2 separate regions of the Zea mays genome follow, and region 2 is linked to region 1. The links are chromatin contacts, called in public Hi-C maps. All regions are on one chromosome and are shown on one strand. Each heading gives the region's core, a stretch centred on a gene start, on an enhancer-like site or on the middle of the called end of the contact. The rest is flanking DNA. Distances are from core to core; before and after follow the strand shown. Region 1 holds the start of LOC100278412. Region 2 holds the start of LOC100274187.

Region 1 (3,514 bases), core at 543-3,042:
CGACGGTACCCAACTATATTTAATGATATTGATTGGGTGACTAAACGACACTTGAGAGTCTTAAAGGACCCTCCACATAAAAAATACCCATAATAAGGGCTAGTTTGGTAACTCTATTTTCCCAATGGATTTTTATTTTCCCAAAGGAAAATGAACTAATTTCCTTTGTGAAAATGAAAATCCCTTAGAAAAATGGGGTTGCCAAACTAGCCCTAAATGAATTTAATGTCAAATTGAACATATTGTTCATATACCCTAACCAAAATCATCATTGAGAGATTCCATAGTTAACACATGCAAATACATTTATGGTGATGGATTAACAATTTTCTCCAAGTTTGGCCAGACATAGAAAAGCACAAGTACGCCAACAAGACCATTCCTGAAATACCAAATACTATAAGTTTATCCTCTAATGCTTAACATGCTTACGGAAATACATACTTTCTTTTGCCTTTAGAATATCACATATCAAACAATAAAAATATAACTACTTCTGCATGGACCATAAATATACGTCAAACCCAAGTAGCTCATTAACCCGTTTGGCAATCCAGGGCCTCATCACGTCCAACTTGACCTTTGACGTATCCACCTACCAAGCACAAAATCGTTAGATCAAAGGAAGCCCTTACAGACAACAGTTATATATATCCCTAAAGTATTGTGTGCTCATTACAGCCAAATTGAGAAACAAAGGGTATGAGTGGAAAAACGAACTGGCTAGATGGTCAAGCTCGGACGCAGACTTCTACGTCTTGAGCAGCTTGGCTTGCTTATTTGAGAAGCTTGTGTCCTGGTCATTGGACGTCCCCTGCAAAAAACACGACAATTAGAGCGATCTCTACCAATAATAGATCCGACGAGAATAATTGTGACCAGACGAAGCGCACGCTAGGTAGATCTACCGTTGATGTCGTGTCGCCCATGGGATGGGAGGAGCAGAGTGGAGTTCGCGTCGAAGCGGAAGACGAGTGAGTTAGAAGATGGGCTCCTAGTCCCTTTTGCGCGACGAAGAGGTTCAAAGTTGGCTGGACTCGATGCAACTTTTATTACCTAGTGAGCATCCTTATTCGGAGGCAAGCGCCCTAATCCTCCTCGCTGGTGGCGGTGCAATGACGGAAGAAGCGGGCGGAGGTTGTTGCAAAATGGACGGAGTTTGTTGCTAGAGCGACAGATGCGAGAATGCTGTTGTGCGAACAAATAGGATAGAGATGAGATATGATACCGCGGGTTGATTTTAAAAAAATACAAGGAGTTATTTTTGTAAAAAGATGACGCGAGACGATCGTTGAAACTGGTGATTTAATATAGTAGAGATATAGATAGAGATATTTTACGCTAATTTAACCAAATGGACCAACAGACTAACGGGCCAGCCCGACACGGTCAGCAAGCCATCGTGCGGTGCCTAGGCCAGGGTTACACGGAAGGGATTGACGTGCAACTGGTTAATTTGAAATAGAATGCAGCTGGTTAATTTGAAATAGAATAGATGTGAGGAATTATTTGTATTAAGATGACATGGAACGACCATTAAAACTGGTGTTTTAATATAATAAAGATAGAAATAGAGACAGAGACATAGAAGAGATAGAAGAGAGAGAGAAATTCAAATACGAAATTCGCTCAGGTGGAAAGTATACGGTAACACAGATGAGATACATTTCTTTTCGGCTGGCTGTATTGTGGCATGTTTTTTTTTCCAGATGGATCAGGCTCATGGATCTCCGTAACGTCTGGCCCAACCCAACCCGCCCAGGCACACTTAGCATAACCCTATCTCCGCCCAGTGAGGAGGCGGCACGCGCGCGCCGTCGACCACGCCCATGCCGAAATCTGCCTCTGTGGGCTGTGGCTGCCGGACGAGCAAGCGCCACGCGCGCGCCGTGCCTGCCATGAGCCGTCAGTCCGCAGTCCGCAGTCCGCAGCCACACTTTTGCTAAACCCTAGTAAATATACGATACGAAGCGCAAACGCTTGCCTCATCCTCGAATTCGCCATGGCGATGCCCACCACCTCGTCTGCTTCCCCATGCCAGGCACCGTCGCCCGCCGGGCTGCCCATTTCCCCTGGCGCCCGCGCTACCATCCTCTCATTCAGCCGCCGCCTCCGCCGCTCCCGTGGCGCCATCATTTCTGCGCCCACTGGTAGGACGCTATTTCGACCCTCTTTCGGTTCTCCCAACGTTTGAGTGGTTGAGTTGAAATAACGGATAGGAAATAAGGAAAATTATTTGTTTGTTGGCTGTGGCGGGCTCGGCTAGATCAAAATTACAATTATGCCTTTATAGATTTGTCTTGGCTATTGAGAAATTGCATCTCAATTCTGAGTATGCGGATTCGACAATTACATTTGTAGTGCTGATGATAAATACAATAGATATTCTTAGTCTGTCATTTGTCTGAAGATGAATTCTTTGAGTGTGCGGATCGAGAAACCACCCATACCAGGATTGTAAAGATTGTGATTGTTTAGATATTTATCTGCCTGCTGTGGGCACCTCTTGAATACAGGTGCGCATGGCTGGCAACTCAATGAGCACTGGATTTAGAATAGACAAACTAGATCAGTTTGGGAAATGACAATTGGTATTTTGGAAAAAGAGTGGATTAATTCCTTTTCGTGCTTGATTTTGATCTATCACATTGCAGGCTGGCCTTTTTAGTCAAGATGGCCAAACCCTCATAGGGCTATAACTCGGAGTTGGGACACTCTCAGTTTCTAAATTCTAACTCGAATTGACTTTTCCTATTCTCTCTTTCCTAATCTACTAGCCAACCTAGTACATCCTGGAACCTAATGGGCTACTTGCGCCCTATATGTGGGAGCTGAATAAAGTCCAGAACAGGGGTTTTTGTATTAACGCAAAATTATCATGATGTTGATCAAAACTGTAACCATTACTATAGCTAGTGGGGTTGATTATGTATTGCCAGCCCAAGAACTAGATTCACATTATTTTTAATGTATTCTTATGGTGTAATTAAAAAGTACATAAAATTATGTAATGCTAAAAGAGGAAGATAATATATGTGGCTTTTGACATATATTTTTATATCTCTGACAATGTTCAAATTAAGATATGTTGTCAATTGTTGTTGATTTCTTCTGATGTCATGTCCTTTTATAATGCAAAAAGAGTGGTTCGACGTAATCGTGAGATCCATGACATGTGAGGAAATCAATATGTGGATTTCCACACACCAGGGTCAAAAGGTCAAGGCATGTTCTGATCTTTATTTCTTTCCCCAGAAGCCAAGGCTGCTATTGTATTTTTTTCCTCAAACACGTAGGAGGGCTGCGTACCGTTGGATGAAGAAGAATAAAATGGGTAGAGAACCCTCTTACAAACAACACAAGCAATGTTCAAGACCAACCCACGCTAGGGACCCCCTCCCTTTCTCCCCAATGGTCTAAAAGAAAAAGGAAACCGACCAAGATCAACCCAAAAAGAAATCTGATCTTGACTTCCTTAGATGGAAGGGCAGTGAGGTGAGAAATACCACATGCC
Region 2 (3,386 bases), core at 849-3,348, 520 kb after region 1:
CCGCTCTCCGGCCTCGTGATGTCGTCGGATATTTCGGCGCCGGTTCCTCCGTCGGCGGGATTCCCGCTGAGGTGGTTCTTCTCCGGGCGCGGTCGGCTCGTCGTCGGAGACGGGGGGCGACTCCACTCTCCCGATGAAGAGGACGTCGGGGTAGAATGGTGCGACTGTCGTGGCAATCTTCTTTCCGTTCTCCTTTGAGGGCGGAGGCACGGAAAGAACAACTTGCTTCCTCTCGGTTTTATTTGTTTCTTTCTTCCTTGCGATTTGTGTCCATTCTTTCGTCGGGGAAGTAGACAGTGGAGTTCTCCGGGTCAGCGGGCCCTCGGCCCCTGGCTTGCTGAAGGCAATCTTTTTTCGGAGCACTGGAGGTTGCGCTTTTTCCTGCCTTACTCCAATATTCTTGGAGTTTGTTGGAGGAGACTTCTTCCTTGGCGGATCTGCGATGCGATGTAGAGTTCCTTCTTCATCTGCTATGGATGAGATAGTTCCAAAGCAGAACACAGATCCGGGGCGGAGGGTGATCTTGCGGTGGAAGGTGACGACCATTGAGCTAGCTTAGATCGGCGACACACCCCACACCTGGCGCGCCAGCTGTCGGTGTTTTGGGTCCGACCGCACACCCGGGGTTGCCCCTCAAGGTGTTTTTAGGAGTAGGACGATGTTGCCGACTGTAGCTCGATGGTTCGTGCTGGGCGCACGAGAAACTGTGAACAATGATGTACAGGTTCGGGCCGCTTAGAGATGCGTAACACCCTACGTCATGGCGGGAGTGCTTTATGCGGTGGATTACAAGGGAACTCTCTAGTACAAGGAGCGTAGAGAGTCGAGGTGGGTGGCTGAGTAGTGAGATCGATCGTTCAGAAGGGGTGCCCCCTAGGCCTTATATATTCGACCGTGAGACAATACATGCGAATATGATAACAATGCGCACCTAAGAGATAGTGAACTGATTGAGTCTATCTTCCTATAGTTCTGCCGACTCATCCTCGCCTGGTTCCGTTGTACGGGGCTCCAGCGCGGGAAAGTCGGGTCTCTGCTGTGGTTACTTGCTCGTCGTTATTGGGCCGTCTAGGCTTGCACCGATCCGGCCTTGTGTCGATCTGCTTCACTGGTCGTTCTTCCCTAGGCCAACGAAGGGACGACCTTACGAATTATTGGGCCCTCAGGCCTTTCGTGAGGTCTTTTATCCTTCCAGTGGACCCGTGGGATATCTATCCCCCACACTAACAAATTTACCAACTAAAACACAAGAAAAAGTACCTACCCAAATGGATCAGAAAGACATGCACCTGGAGGCAATGCCATTGAAAATGAAAAGGGGGCCGCTCCAACCATGGCCAACACCGAGGATTTGGCGTCGATAGGGCAGGATCCAAGATGGGGCATGACTTTATCCACTGGAGGGGCTAGAGCTTCTACCATGACGCAAGGTGGCGCCGGACCTTCAATCAACAGAAGGGGCAATGACTGTGGGCCTAACAGTACGGAGCTATCGTTAGGGTAGGATCGAAGCCATGGGATGAGAGGGACAATGAGTCCTCACCACCATGATTCCTCGACGTCGGCAGGGCAGGATCCATGCCAGCATGATGGCAGGAGATGACCTCCACACCTGTGGCTCAGTAGAGAACTCAGGGAGGATGAGTACTCAGGGAAGGGAAGAAGATAGGAGCCGACACTCACTCTTGAGTACTCCGAAGGAGGAGCAAACTGAGCAACCATTCATCTATGTGAGGGAGTATTTTTTTTGATGATGTAGTAAAATATAATAAAATATAGATAGCGAGAATTGTAGATGAATGGTTGGAAATAATATTAGGCTGTCTTCAAACAGCTATCATATTTTATCTCCTATTCCACCTTTTATTTTAAACTTACTCTGTTAACCGCAGTATTCTACACGGTCATACGAAACATAGGAGTTATTATGAAACATAGAACTCCCAAGAACACTGTTTTCACTTATAGAGCATCACCCCTTTACGTAATGCTTGGCGTCATGATAATCAACAAATCTCACCAGTTTGCCGTCCGCACCATAGCCGTCCGCACCACGGCGTCAGACTCAGACCCTTCACATTCCCAGTTCCCTCTGCGCCCCGTAAACCCTAGCCGCGATTCATGGCCCGCAAGCGCCGCGCGCCTTCGCCTCCTCCGCCTCCGCAGGAGGAGTCGTCCTCTGAGGAATCTGGCTCCGAAGAGTTGGAGGAGCCTCCTCGCCTCCCCGAGCTCCGTAGTCCTCCGCAGGCCGCGGCCAACAACGCCGACTCGTCGGAGGCGGACACGGACTCCGACACCGACGCTCAAGCTTTCCAGATGCGCCAGGTGCCCCGCTCCCTCACTAAGCATACGCATCCAGTTCCCCAGCCAGAATCCGATCCCGAAGAGGAGGAGGGCGAGTCATCGGAGTCGGAGCATGAGAACCCTGTGCCTGTGGTTCAGAAGAAGGCTGCGGCGGCGGCCGTGTTGTCCAAGGCAGAGCAGGAAAGGAAGAGACCCCCCTCGGATCCTGCTCCTACCGGGAAGGCAAAAAAGATGAAGGCTGTGGCTACCCCTCTTGCCAAGGCGAAGAAGGGCAAGGCCGAGCTAGAGAAGCCGGCGCCTGAGGCCACTCCAGCAGGAAATGCAAAGAAGGGCAAAGCTGAGCTAGAGAAGCCGACGTTTGATGCCATTCCAGCAGGAAAGGCGAAGAAGGGCAAGGCCAAGGAGGCAGCTCCTGAGGCCACGCCCTCAGGCAAGGGGAAGAAGGATGGGGACAAACTAGAGAAGTCAGCAGCGCTAGATCCCTCACATTCAGACAGCAAGTCTGAGAAGCCTGTGCGCCCCACATGGGGGAAAGATGATGAGATGAAGATTTTGGAGGCCCTTGCTGCGCATGTCAAGCGTGAGGGTGAGCTGCCAAAGACTGATTTACTTCTTGCTAGTGTTCGTGACCACCTCGTCAGGAAGAACTGCACCTACTCAGATATCTATGAGAAGGTGCGAAGGCTAAAGGAACGGTACAAGAAAGCAGCGAGCACGGGCATTGTGCCAAGTAAAGAAGATGGGCTCCAGATGTATAATCTCTCAGAAGCAATCTGGGGAGAGAAGGCAATGGAGGCTGCTGCTGCCGTTACGTCTCAAAAGGGTGGTGCTGTTATAAAGGGTAAGAAGGGCCAGGCTAACAAAGAGAAGATGCTTGAAAATGCAAAGAGTGACGTGACAAAGGAGTCTGCCCCTAGTACTGCCAATCAAAGTGGTGATTCTCAGAAAGCAAGTAAGAAGGGGCAAGCCAGGTTGTCAGAGGAGGCTACCACCACTGCCTCCCCAAGTAAGAGTAAGAAGCAGGAAAGTCACAATGGGGAATTAAACAAAGATGATGGTAATTTGGCTAAGGGAAAGAAGGG

The links. Hi-C and Micro-C count contacts between places; a contact is called where the count stands out from the background.
Region 2: a contact with region 1 is called in a Hi-C map of tassel, with 2.8 times the contacts expected there. The contact joins the promoter of LOC100274187 here to the promoter of LOC100278412 in region 1. A contact is called at or near these places in 3 of 25 Hi-C or Micro-C datasets (ear, leaf and tassel).

The regions. Positions count from the first base shown.
Region 1 is chr4:227,267,904-227,271,417 of Zm-B73-REFERENCE-NAM-5.0, forward strand. LOC100278412 reads left to right here and starts at 1,793. Exons shown (of 6, transcript NM_001371710.1): 1 at 1,793-2,150. The coding sequence starts at 2,003.
Region 2 is chr4:227,790,590-227,793,975 of Zm-B73-REFERENCE-NAM-5.0, forward strand. It overlaps LOC100274187, which reads left to right and starts at 2,099. Exons shown (of 3, transcript NR_158636.1): 1 at 2,099-3,386.